Regions from separate parts of the Rattus norvegicus genome. Here region 2 is linked to region 1. Evidence: chromatin contacts called from public Hi-C data. All regions are on one chromosome and are shown on one strand. Each heading gives the region's core, a stretch centred on a gene start, on an enhancer-like site or on the middle of the called end of the contact. The rest is flanking DNA. Distances are from core to core; before and after follow the strand shown. Region 1 holds the start of Gnaq (G protein subunit alpha q). Region 2 overlaps Gnaq (G protein subunit alpha q).

Region 1 (6,230 bases), core at 1,101-3,600:
CAAATAATGTGGGTACTGCGTTTGGAAGAAGCCTATCCACACTGAGAACAGCCGTGATTGTTAATGATGCCCAGGGCTCCCACTTCTGACAGAGAACTGTATGGGTTTTTTAAAAAATGTTGTTCATAAATGCAGGTGCTGAATCAACAGCAAATTTTCTACCACCTCCACCAGTCTGTCTCTGATGGGTGAGGTGGGGCCATGTTTAAAGCCTGCTTCAATCTATAATCAGTGAGGGAGGGCCGCCACACACTTACACTGACCACATTTTTAGCAGTAGGACTGGAGGGATTTCCCCTCAGGAAATCATTCCCATGTTCATTTTTTTTAAAGCATAGCATATTATTAAAATAAACAGCATGTAATTAAGTATCTCTATAAGTGTATCCCCCTCTCAGGCATTTAAACCTAGGCCCTCTGACAAACCTAACTCATGGCTGCCTGGAAACCTCGAGCTGTCAAATTTCAGGCAAATAAGTTTGGTTAACTAGACCTCAAATGCCCTGTTCTTAGCTAAACACAAACATATGAAGATTGTAAACAAAGGAAAATTAAAAGCCAGGTCTAAGAGAAAAATCTCTAAAACACATGTTTTCCCTCTTAATTGTATACTGGAACACCGTATATTTATTCCACTTGCCCTTGCTTTTCCCTTCTCAATTTAAAAAAAAAAAAAGAAAGAAAGAAAGAAAGAAAAAGATAAGGCATTCCATTTTCAGCCATGAGAAGAAACAGAAATGATGAGGGTGGTAGACTTACCCAATTTCCCCACTCCCCTTGCCTTATTCCCCTAAAACCCACCTTTTTATTCAGCTCCTTGCCTTCTGTACTGTATGAACACTTTATATGTGCACATTTACCTAACTGGATTTCAATAAAAAAAAAACCTACGCTGGGGAAGGAAATAGCATTGGTAGCCATTTGTGATTGTGATATTTTGCTCCTGACTATAAGTGATCCAGTACATAAGCAGTTCGGTCCCCAAGGTAATGGGTTCCTGGAGCCAGCAGATGGACTGCTCCAGATAGAAAAGAAAGAGGGGAGGGGGGACTTCTCAAATCCCAACCAACGAAGCAATATCCTCTTCTTACAGAAATGTTTGAGAAGCGTTATTTTTACTCATACAAATAAACACAAGTGCAGACATTTTTCAGGCCTGTTCCTGCAAAGCAGTTCATGCTTCCTACCACAGTAGCAATAGTTATGTCATGCTAGCTTGTACATGAACCCTGATCGCTTGATTCCAAACATCCTCTCAGAGATAATAATCAATATAATTCCTATTTGAAAATAGCATTTTCTTCTTAATTTCGTGTTAAAGCAGAATGTTGGATTGTCATTTAGAAAAAAAAAAAAAAAGAGATCTGAGGGAAATTTTCTCGAACTCTTCCCGTTTTTCTTGGAGCCCAGATGGCAAGATACTAAAATGTCCGTTTTAAACAAAAGGTTTCTGTTTGTTTCCAGGAGAGTAACTGAGAGGCTGTGCTGGTTTCCAGTAGAAACTGCTGTGAATTCAGGCATACATCTGGGTCGCCTCATTAAACAAAAGATAGCCGTCTGCTGTCAACAACCACACAGTACAACACTCCCGGATCCTTCATCTTTATCCAGAAGGAATGGTGCAGAAGAGACGCCTGTCACCATCCACTGCCCATGCAACTCTCTGGGGTCACTCCTGTCAGTGGCCTGGTGGCTACAGTGGAGCACATTTGGGCTAGTCTTCCCGCCCCGCCCCTGCCCAGTACGTTAACCCGGGTTTCTTTGGAGCGCCAGCCAAGGCTTCCTCAGCACCTTTCCTAGCTGAATCCAGACCCTAGTCTGCTCCCCGTTTCCACCCTTCCCTCTCCACCCTACAACGCGCCACAATGGACGCTGGCCTGCCACCGCACTGCACGCCATCGCCCACCCGCGCCGCTCGCGCGGACGCTCAGCCGTCCCGCAGACGCGGCGCACAGAGCACGGCCCTAGCTGACACCGAAGGCGCACACCGCAGCTCCGGAGCCCCGGCCCTCGGCCCCTGTGTGCGCGCGCGCGGGTGCGGGTGCCGACCGGGAACGCGCGCGGGGAGGGCAGCGGCGAGCCGGGGCGGGGGGCACCAGGGCCCAAGGGCCGCACTCACCCAGCAGCAGCAGCTTGAGCTCCCGGCGGGCGTCGCGCTTGTCCCTGCGCAGCTGCCGCTCGATCTCGTCGTTGATCCTCCGGGCTTCCTTGGCCTCCTCGCTCAGGCAGCACGCCATGATGGACTCCAGAGTCATTCTTCCGAAGTGCCTCGCTGCAGCCCCGCCGGCGCCCTGCTCACACGCGCGCACACACGCCCTCCGCCCTCGCTCCCCCGAGGCAGCGGCGGCCGCGGAGTCCCGCCGCCCGGGCGCGCGTCAGGGACGAGCTCAGGGAGCCGCGGTGAGGACGGCGGCCGGGCCCGTAGCCCAGGCGGGCCGGGGACGAGCGGGGCCGGGGGCCTGGGACGCGCGAGGAAAGGCCGCCGCGCCCGGCCGCGCTCACACGCCGCCTTCTTGGAGAGCGCGCGGCCCTCCAGGCGCCGCTGCCGATGCTGCCCTAAGCTGTGCGCCCAGCGGCCCGAGCTCATCCACCGAGGCGGCCCAGCAGCGAGCGACCGCCGACGGCTCCGCGCGCCCGGCGCGCCCGCTCCTCGCCGCCGCCTGACTCGGCTCCGGGCGCCCTCGGCCTGCCCGCGCCCACTCGGCTCGCGCGCAAACCGGGCAGCCGGCCGCCGCGCGCTCCCCGCCTCCGCCCCCGCCTCCGCCGGACGCCCACCCGGCCCGATTGCCAGGCGCGCCGCGGCTGCTCAGTGCTCGCCCTCCCCCTCGCCACACACACACATTTTCTCCTTTCTCTGAACTGGAGCACAGATCCGGGAGGGAGGCGGCGGCGGGAGGAGGGCGGGCGCAGGGGGCGGGCGCAGCGCAAGGGGCGGGGCCGAGGCCCCTCCTGGACAGCTCGCGCTCTCCTCGCCCCGCCCCCGACTGCCGGCCTGGCTCGCCCGCCGCTTCCCTCTGCGCGAGCCCGGGAGCAGCGGTCACGGCCGCTCAAGCGGGGCCGGCCGGCCGGCGAACACAGTCCTTTGGCTGCCGCGGGCCGCCGGGGCGTGGTCGGCGAGAATATGGCGTCCTCGGCCTGCCCTCCGGCCGCTGGCGCGGCGGGAGCCCTGATGGGTGCCCACGCGCTGCACCCCAGGCCTCTCTACAGCCCTGCTGCCCTTTCCTATTTCTAAAACGCCATTCCGGAAAAACTGCCTCAAGTGGCCTCTGACTCCAGATCTGTCTTAGAAAATGGGATACTCTTTACTAGGAAAGAGAAAGGATTGTCACCGGCTCGCTGGGGGTTACCAAGAGATCTGTGGACGGAACTGTCCTCAGTATCTCCAGATAGGAATCTGAATCCTGAAGAGAAAAACCCAAGTTTCCAAGAGCCTCCTGATCTGTTCCAACTTTTCCGGTCACTAAGGTGATTTCTGTTTCCCTACCAGCACACTATGTTAAAAAGTCTGATATTATGAGCTTGACCCTTCTACACCGTGACAGTTAAGGATGATTTCTGGGAGATCTCCAAATAGTACAGAATGAAATGAAAGAGACGGATATGGTGTGTCATAAACTCCACACTCGACAGGCTGAGGCAGGAGAATTGCTTCCTGAGCAGTATGAAACATTGTATCAAAGAAAAGGGGGAGGGGAGAGAATAAAATAGGAAAAAGTGGAGAAACTAGTACCATTGGAGCAAAATTCTACTTGGTTTTTACACTTCTAATTTGAGATGGTTTACTAATAAATAGAAAAAGTCTTGATCACTCAAGGTTATTTGGGGGGAAAAAATGTTCATTCGATTCAATGTGTCTTAAACATCAAGGGGGAGATTCATACTATTCTCCCTGCCTTTGCAGGTAGAAGTGGAGCCCTCCCCATGTTGTGCTTTCCATGAACTGCCCCTATTGATCTAGGCTGCAATGTAAGGTCATAATCATTGCTACAAATTAGGAGTGAAACAAGTCTTAGACTCCAAGGTCTCCCCTCTGCTTTGCCTTATTCTCTACTTCTTTGATGCACCGCGCGCCCGCGCGCGCGCGCACACACACACACACACACATACACACACACCCATCCTCTATGTCAGGACTCAGATGGAGTTGTGGACTTGAAGTCTGTATGTTATACTCTCCTTTTTAATAAGATGTCTTGCCAAGACAGCAAAGAAGATGAACCTCTCACCCCTTTTCTATGAATACCATCAGAGCTGGTAGGACTTGCTGTGAAAATAAATGCTTAAACACTAAAGAGTCAAAGTCAATAGGCAGAAATGTAAAATAGCTTGGGGGAGAATCACAAGTAGTATGCCCTGTGCCCCCATTTTGTGTGGTGGTGGTGATGGTGTTGGTGGTGGTGGTGGTGGTGGTGGTGGTGGTGTGTGTGTGTGTGTGTGTGTGTGTTTTCCAGTGTGTACTAGAGGGACACAACACACTGGAAAACAAAGCGATCAACATTTCATGTCTGGTTTCCTAAGGAGCCCCTGAGACAAACTGTGCCATTATGGTGTCAATAATATATTTTTGCTTAACTGACCTCTGTTTTGTCACTTGTGTCTCAACCTCAGGGACAGCCCCGGCACAGATATTTAAATTGGTTAAAAAAAAACAAAACAAAAACCACTCAGTTGGAGAATCGTTGGAAAGAAATCAGGAAGTTAGGAACAGCAGCAACACACAGGATAAAATATATAGGAACATCAAGAAGGAAACAGGAAGATGAAATTCCAAGCATGAGCCTTGGATGGATCTGGAAAACATTTGCTAAGCAAGTGCCCCTATAACCTATATCAAACAAATGGAGTCCACACAGAAACTAACAAGGGTGTTGCGTGTATTCTAGAAGAATCGACTCTAAATTATGCAACTAAACAGGGCTCATCTTACAAAGTTCCAGTTCATTAAACCAACAAGCATGGATTAAGTGCTGCAATCCAGTTAAGATGCAGAGAGAACCCAGGCACCTACAGCACTTCCTTGAACTCTACAGGCATGTAGTCTTAGGGCATGGCGATACAGAAGAAAACACTGGAGTTGATTTGTATGAAAGTTGGGGTAAAGGTAATCAATAGTCCTGTTTGGGAGAGTCGGAAAGAAGCATTTCAGTGTACCCTAAAGAACCTATAGGCTTAGATCTGAAATACCCAGAGCTACCCTATGAGGAAGAAAGGAAAAGGGGGAGGGAAGAAAAAAAGGAAGAATGGGACAAAGAAAACATCTATCATCAATGTGTATGTACACCACTTTAAAATAACAATTCCAAATCAAAATCACAGGAGACAGGCTGTGGGTTGATAAGCCATTCTGAGAACTCGAGGCCAATTACCGTAAGGCTGAAAAGGCAAAAACCACAAAATCCTACAAGCTCTGAACTTCAGAGAAAGCCGACTGTTATCTCCCTTGCGGTGTCCCAGTTAAGAAGCCTACCCACCCCACACACCCCAATTTATTGCCCAGCCTTTAGAGACTGGAGAAGAAGAAAAGGCAGTAAAAGTATATTGAAGCCTCAGAGAGGGATTCTAGAGTCCCAAGAGGAAAAGGAGAGCCTGAAGTGGAACCCAGAGAGCCGGCTGCTTACAGTGCCTTTGTCCCTAGTCACTTAGCATGGCTGCTTCAAAAACTGCATGGTGTGCGGTGCGTGTGCGTGTGTGTGTGTGTGTGTGTGTGTGTGTGTGTGTGTGTGTGTGTTTCTGTCTATCTGAGAACAAGGACTTCCCTGCCCCTGCTGAGACTGGAATTGGTCCCTGGTTGTCCTGGAACTTGCTATGTAGACCAGGCTAGCTTTGAATTCACAGAGATCCATCTACTTCTAGTGTGCTTAATAGAATTCACCGCCATATACAGCCTAGAATATACAGTATTTTTAATCGATTCTTATTTATTTCATGTGCATGGGTGTTTTACCTGCTTTTATGTCTGTGCACCCTGTGTGTGCCTAGTGCTTGTAGAGACCAGAAAGGGGCATCAGATTCCCTGGAACTCAACTTAAAGATGGTTGTGAGCCATCATATGGGTGCTGGGAATTGAGCCCAGGAGTGTCCTCTGCAAAAGCAAGCGGTGCTCTTAATCTCTGAGCCATCCTTCCAGCCTTAGGACATATATTCTTTAGATGTTGAATAAGTACAAGCATGCCGCCACCTACGTCACTGGCAAAGACACTTGCAGACTTGCAGACTGCTTTTCAGACAGT
Region 2 (6,230 bases), core at 1,245-3,744, 64 kb before region 1:
TACCAGTATCCAAAGTCTAACAAAAAAGGCTTCATGGCACAAGTCTTCAAATCCAGAACTCAGGGGGCTGAGGCAAGACAGATAGTTCAAGACCTAACTGAGATGATGACTGCCTCAAAATAAAGATTAAAACTAGGGCCAGAAGGTTAGATTGCAGCTCAGTGGTACAGTACTTAACTGACGTGCTGCAGGTCCTGAGGGAGTACTGAAATGTTACTAAGTGTTCAGTTATCCAGTCCCTTTCAGCTGGCAATGAGACACATCCACTCCACAGAGGTGGAGGGTTTTCAGTCTCCCACAGGTAGAACTCAGCAAGGCATTTGTAAAAGAACAAGGTCTACTTGTTTGTCAGCTTTCTGGTTCCTTCCGAATCAATTTTCACAGTGCAACTTCCTTATTTATTTACTTGAAGTCTTGTAATTCCAAGAATATGAGGCATACTCATATTCCAATGTAAGCACAAAAATACTACAAAGCCAAATATAAATTGTTTCATAAGTTATTCCCTGGAAACCAGCCATTAAACAAGGCTGGTTTTCTGTTATATGTTATCATTTCTTCCTTAAAGGAAAAAGGCATTTGACTGACTTACTTGAGGCAGTCTTAGCGTACAGCTCCAGCTAGTCTGAGACTCACCATATAACCGAGAATGAAGCTGGACTGACGGCAATCCTCCTTGCTCAGTTCCCAAGAGCTAGGATTACAAGCATGGACCACCAAGTCTGGACTCAGACAGGAATGTTTTAAAGGAAATTTACTTACCAGCCTTACAAACTCACACTTAAAATAGGCAGAAACTATAAATCTGCTTTATTCAAAGGGCATGTAGCTTTAAAAAAATAAGAAGCATAGCTTGCTTGAAAGGAAGGTAGAAAAGGCTTACTTCCCTACTTTGTAAAATGTTTAATTACCTAGGTTAAAAGAAAGATGCATACTCCAGAATGAAAATAACCTCTTGGGGGAAAAAGTAGTTGCCCTAATTATTCATGGATGATCTAATTAAACTGCCATTCACAATTCACTAAAGCTATTAATAAACTGGAAACTGGGAAATGGATAATATGAACTTATAGGACTATTAAGCATAAAGACAGCCAAGAATTGGTGTCTTAAGAATGTGAACTTACAGGCTTCGTCTAGGGGGTCTTTAAAGACCTCGTCTAAAAGCTAGAGACCTAGCATTTCTTCGTTTGTAAATGAGGAAACTGAGGTCTACCAATGTGAGAGAATTGCCTAAGTTTGTATCCTCTAACTAATTTCGTACCACTCAGGCAATTACCACATATCCTGAACTATGTGCACTGACTTATCAGGCCAAACAGAATATGCCAGCAGGCTTCACTGCTATCAGTAGAGGAAGAGAGCTTCAGAATCATTCTTCAACAGTTCATAGAACAAAGTACTAGGAAAGAAAAAGCCAACTGGTGCAGAGAGAAGACCAAACTCTGAGGTGGTGACATTACTAACTAAAGAATAAGAACCCCACTGCTAGCTGACATTGCCTGGACAGGGGCAACAGAAATGAAGACAACAGAGCACTGTTGTGTCTGATGTGTATAGAAAAGAAGTTCTGAGAATTTCAAGGTGAACAAAATACCCTTATTAGTAATGTACCTGAAGACAAAAGAGGCTTTTTGGCTGAACTAAGACAGTATTGTACCATCAACCAAAACACCAGAGTAACCACTATGTGCATACAAAATGGAGAATAAATAGAACCAACATCTTGTCCAGGTGTCCCTGGAATCTTTTAAGAGTCCATACTTTAAGAAGTTCCACTTCACAAAAACAAAAAACAGGCAATGAAAACCGCACCAGGGAGAGGTCATGAGTACTGAGCACCACAGACACAAGGACAAACAAGCAAGCAAGTCCAAGCTCCACCACTGGACTGCTGGGAGAATCGGACTTTCAGAGTAAAGCAAAAATGAGCACATTAAGCCAGCCTTTTCTGTAGTGAGCAGCTCTTCACTTTGTGACAGTGCAGCTTCACAGCAGACCTGGAAGCAGCCAGGAAGCAGTGCTTGGCTCTAAGGCTCCAAGCAAACCAGCTAACTTCTCTCGGCAGCACCAGTCCCTAAGGATGCCTACCTCAAACCCTGTTTACAAATGAAACAGAACTAAGGCCTTAGCCAAGAGTGATACCACACAGTAAAACTCTTTAGCTATTATGGTCAATCAAGTTTTGCACAATGCAGCCTCATTTGCCCTTTTGGCAATACCCAACCCCTCCCCATAAACAAGCCTAGCCCTTTCAGGTCTATGGCCCTTTTTTCCTCTTCCTATTTCCTATACCCACATATCCTTCTCTATCTAGCACTGCCTCCCTCATTCTTGTCCTTTACGTTGGCCAACTCACATAAAGCAAGTTGGCTGCTCCTTCTGTGTCTATTATACGATTACATTTAGATTATAATTACTTATGCAACAAGAAAGACATTTGTTTACTGGAAGAGAGAGAGAGGCCAGGACCAATCCTGTCAGTGCTTTTCCACCAGGAGGCAGGCAATAGGCACAGATTAGACTGCACTCCCCAGGGCACAGGATTACAAAGTAGGGAGCTACCTGAAAGGAGACAAAATGTGGAAAAAGCCATTGTGACAGTGCCAACAATGTCCTCCTCAGTCTTTTTTAAAGTGTGTAAGCCTCACAAAGCCTAATACTACTGTATGTGTGTATGTGTATATGTATGTATGTATGCATGCACGTATGCACACACATAATGTGTATGCAAGCAAGAAACAAGAGACAAAGTGAGATCCAGGAATAAATGACTCCTCTGATGATCTGCTTCTCCTCCTGTCAAAAGAACAGCTAATAAAAGACCTGTGTATATATCGGGGTTTGGGGGGAACAGGAGTGGTGGAGAGGTGGGGATGAGCTCACATGAGAATTTTAAAAGTACTAATAATTTTTAAATGCACACTGATGAGGTTATACCTCATTAAATGGTCACATTCACACCACTACTCCTCCCATATGCTCTAGGAAGATTTCAGGCCAGCAGCACATAAATGTAGAGAGTGTTTCAGAGCAATGCCTCTCAAACTGGACTATGTATTGGAACCCCTGGGAATATTACTGAAAGGCTCGTTCTGATTACACAGTTCTTGGGTAGAGCCTGGGATTCTGTGTTCCTTACCAGCTAGTCTGTCATGTCAACACTAAGGCTCATGAGAACAGCAAGGTCTTAGCACAAGCACCAGAACTCAGCACTCTGGATTCACAGCCAGTTGTGCTATTCAATAGATGTGACTTTGAGCAGCTTATTAGTCTCTAAATAACTTTGTCCCAACTGTTTATTTCTTCATTTAAAAAAAATTAAAGATAAAATTATAGGCCCTGGAATCTCAAGAGACAGAGTGGCTCAAATAACTCGATCTGAAGCAACCTGTAACACCATCAGAGGCACTGCTCTGAAACTTTCAGTGTGGAATTCATATTAGAAATAGAGTTTACTCCCCTACCAGAATGCACTTCTCTCAGATGACTGCAGCCTCTTGGAAGTGCCCAGAATTTCACCAAAGAATCCCGTACCTCGTAGTTTGTGGGTGTTTTGTTAAGGTTTTTATTTGTTGTTTGTTTGTTGTTGAGGCAGGGTCTAACTTTGTGGACTTGGTTAGGCTCAAACTCTGTGTACACCAGACGAGCCTGAATTCAAAAAACATCTGCCTGCCTCTGCCTGAGATTAAAGGCTGAGATGAAAGACATGCACCACCACCCACAACTCAAAATCTGGATTTTAAATGAATCTCTAGATTAACTGGAGCAGGAAATTGTGTTTGTGTGTATATGTGAGTATGTGCATGTCAGTGCTAAAATAAAAAATGATTGCAGATGTTGAGGGCTAAATAACATTTCTAAGCCCATAGATATAATTAGTGGCAAAGTTAGTTCTCTTGACTAGCAAACTACAGGACCCTAAGAACCAGGTGTGTGTGCCACCAAAGTACAGAGCCATAGCCTTAAAGCTAGAAGCTAGGACAGCTCTGCCAGGGCATGGAGGTTTACTCCCAAGAGCAGGATAAATAAGGAATCAACATAGCTGTGTTCCAGAATGTGAAACAAAGCAAACTTCAGATTCTGAGGCCAGCAAAATGGTGTGATGGCTCATGCCTTCAACCTCAACACTCAGAGGAAGAGGCAATCAAACCTCTTAGAATCCCAGACAAGCTAGGACTACATATAGTGAGACCCTGTCTTTTTTTTTTTTTTTTTCATTCTATGTGGGCATTCTGGTGTTAGACATGGGGCCTATAATTTTCTTTTTCTTTTATTGGATATTTTTTAATTTACATTTCAAATGTTATCCCCTTTCCCAGTTTCCCCTCCAGAAAACACCTACCCCGTTCCCCCTCCCCATACTTCTATGAGGGTGCTCATCCACCCACCTACCCACTCCCTCCAGTCTCCCCACCCTGCCATTCCCCTACACTAGGGCATCGAGCCTTCACAGGACCAAGGGCCTCTCCTCCCATTGATGCCTGACTAGGCCCATCTTCTGCTACATATGCGGCTGGAGCCATGAGTCACTCCATGTGTACTCTTTGGTTGGGGGTTTAGTCCCTGGGTGCTCTGGGGTGTTTGGTTGGTTGATTTTGTTGTTCTTATTACAGAGTTGCAAACCCCATCAGCTCCTTCAGTCTCTTCTCTAACTCCTCCACTGGGGACCCCATTCTCAGTCCAATGTTTGGCTGCAAGCATCATCCGCCTCTGTATTTGTCAGGCTCTGGCACAGCCTCTCCGAAGACAGCTATATCAGGCTCCTGTCAGCATGCACTTCTTGGCATCCACAATAGTATCTGGATTTGGCAAGTCTCTGGATGCCCTTTCCTTCAGTCTCTGTTCCACATTTTGTCTCCGTATTTCATCCTGTGAGTATTTTGTTCCCCCTTCTAAGGAGGACTGAAGAATCCACTTTGGTCTTCCCTCTTTTTGAGGTTTATGTGGTCTGTGAATTGTATCTTGGGTATTCCAAGCTCACTTATCAATGAGTGCATACCATGTGTGTCCTTTGGTGATTGGTTACCTCACTCAGGATGATATTTTCTAGTTCAATCCATTTGCCTAAGAATTTCATAAAGTCACTGTTTTTGATAGCTGAGTAATAATCCACTGTGTAGATGTACCACATTTTCTGTATCCATTCCTCTGTTGAAGGGCATCTGGGTTCTTTCCAGGTTCTGGCTATTATAAATAAGGCTGCTATGAACATAGTGGAGCATGTGTCTTTGTTATATGTTGGGGCATCTTTTGGGTATATGCCCAAGAGAGGTATAGCTGGATCCTCAGGCAGTTCAATGTCCAATTTTCTGAGGAACCTCCAGACTGATTTCCAGAATGGTTGTACCAGTCTGCAATCCCACCAACAATGGAGGAGTGTTCCTCTTTCTCCGCATCCTTGCCAGCATCTGCTGTCACCTGAGTTTTGGATCTTAGCCATTCTCACTGGTGTGAGGTGAAATCTCAGGGTTGTTTTGATTTGCATTTCCCTGATGACTAAGGATGTTGAATATTTCTTTAGGTGCTTCATGGGCAGTTTGATGTTCCTTAGTTGAGAATTCTTTGTTTAGCTCTGTAACCCATTTTTAATTTTTAATTTTTAATAGGGTTATGGTTCTCTGGAGTCTAACTTCTTGAGTTCTTGGTATATATTGGATATTAGCCCTCTATTGGATGTAGGATTGGTAAAAATCTTTTCCCAATCTGTTGGTTGCTGTTTTGTCCTAATGACAGTGTCCTTTGCCTTATAAAAAACTTTGCAATTTTATGATGATTCATATGTGGTCTCTTGATCTTAGAGCATAAGCATTGGTGTTCTGTTCAGGAAATTTTCCCCTATGCCCATGTGTTCAAGGCTCATCCCACTTTCTCTTCTATTAGTTTCAGTATATCTGGTTTTATGTGGAGGTCCTTGATCCACTTGGACTTGAGCTTTGTACAGGACGATAAGAATGGATCAATTTGCATTCATATCATATCATCTGCAAAGAGTGATATTTTGATTTCTAGAGAGATGGTTCAGCCATTAAAGGCTCAGCTCACAAGAGATCCTGTCTTAAAACAAGAATATTGTAAGTAATATCCAATGGTGCCTTTATTGAAAACTTTAAGTTTAAAGTACTTTATTTTCAAATAACTGTTTCAGCAGTTATACAATAGATAATACAGAAAAGCTGTATTAAATTAGGTTTAACTCGTATAAAAATCATTCCTTAAGCGGGGTGTTG

What was found. Hi-C and Micro-C count contacts between places; a contact is called where the count stands out from the background.
Region 2: a contact with region 1 is called in a Hi-C map of liver, with 1.7 times the contacts expected there. The contact joins the enhancer-like site here to the promoter of Gnaq in region 1. A contact is called at or near these places in 4 of 12 Hi-C or Micro-C datasets (Schwann cells, kidney, liver and 1 more).

What each region holds. Positions count from the first base shown.
Region 1 is chr1:222,848,573-222,854,802 of GRCr8, reverse strand. It overlaps Gnaq (G protein subunit alpha q), which reads right to left and starts at 2,350. Exons shown (of 7, transcript NM_031036.3): 1 at 2,120-2,350. The coding sequence starts at 2,255.
Region 2 is chr1:222,912,270-222,918,499 of GRCr8, reverse strand. All of the region lies in intron 1 of Gnaq (G protein subunit alpha q), which reads right to left. Among named protein-coding and RNA genes, the nearest start is that of Gnaq, 63 kb to the right of the region's middle. Within about 2 kb of position 2,494, at least 2 of the 93 cell types and tissues checked have an H3K27ac peak or open chromatin away from gene starts, as enhancers often do. A contact at or near this core is called in liver, where this site is marked.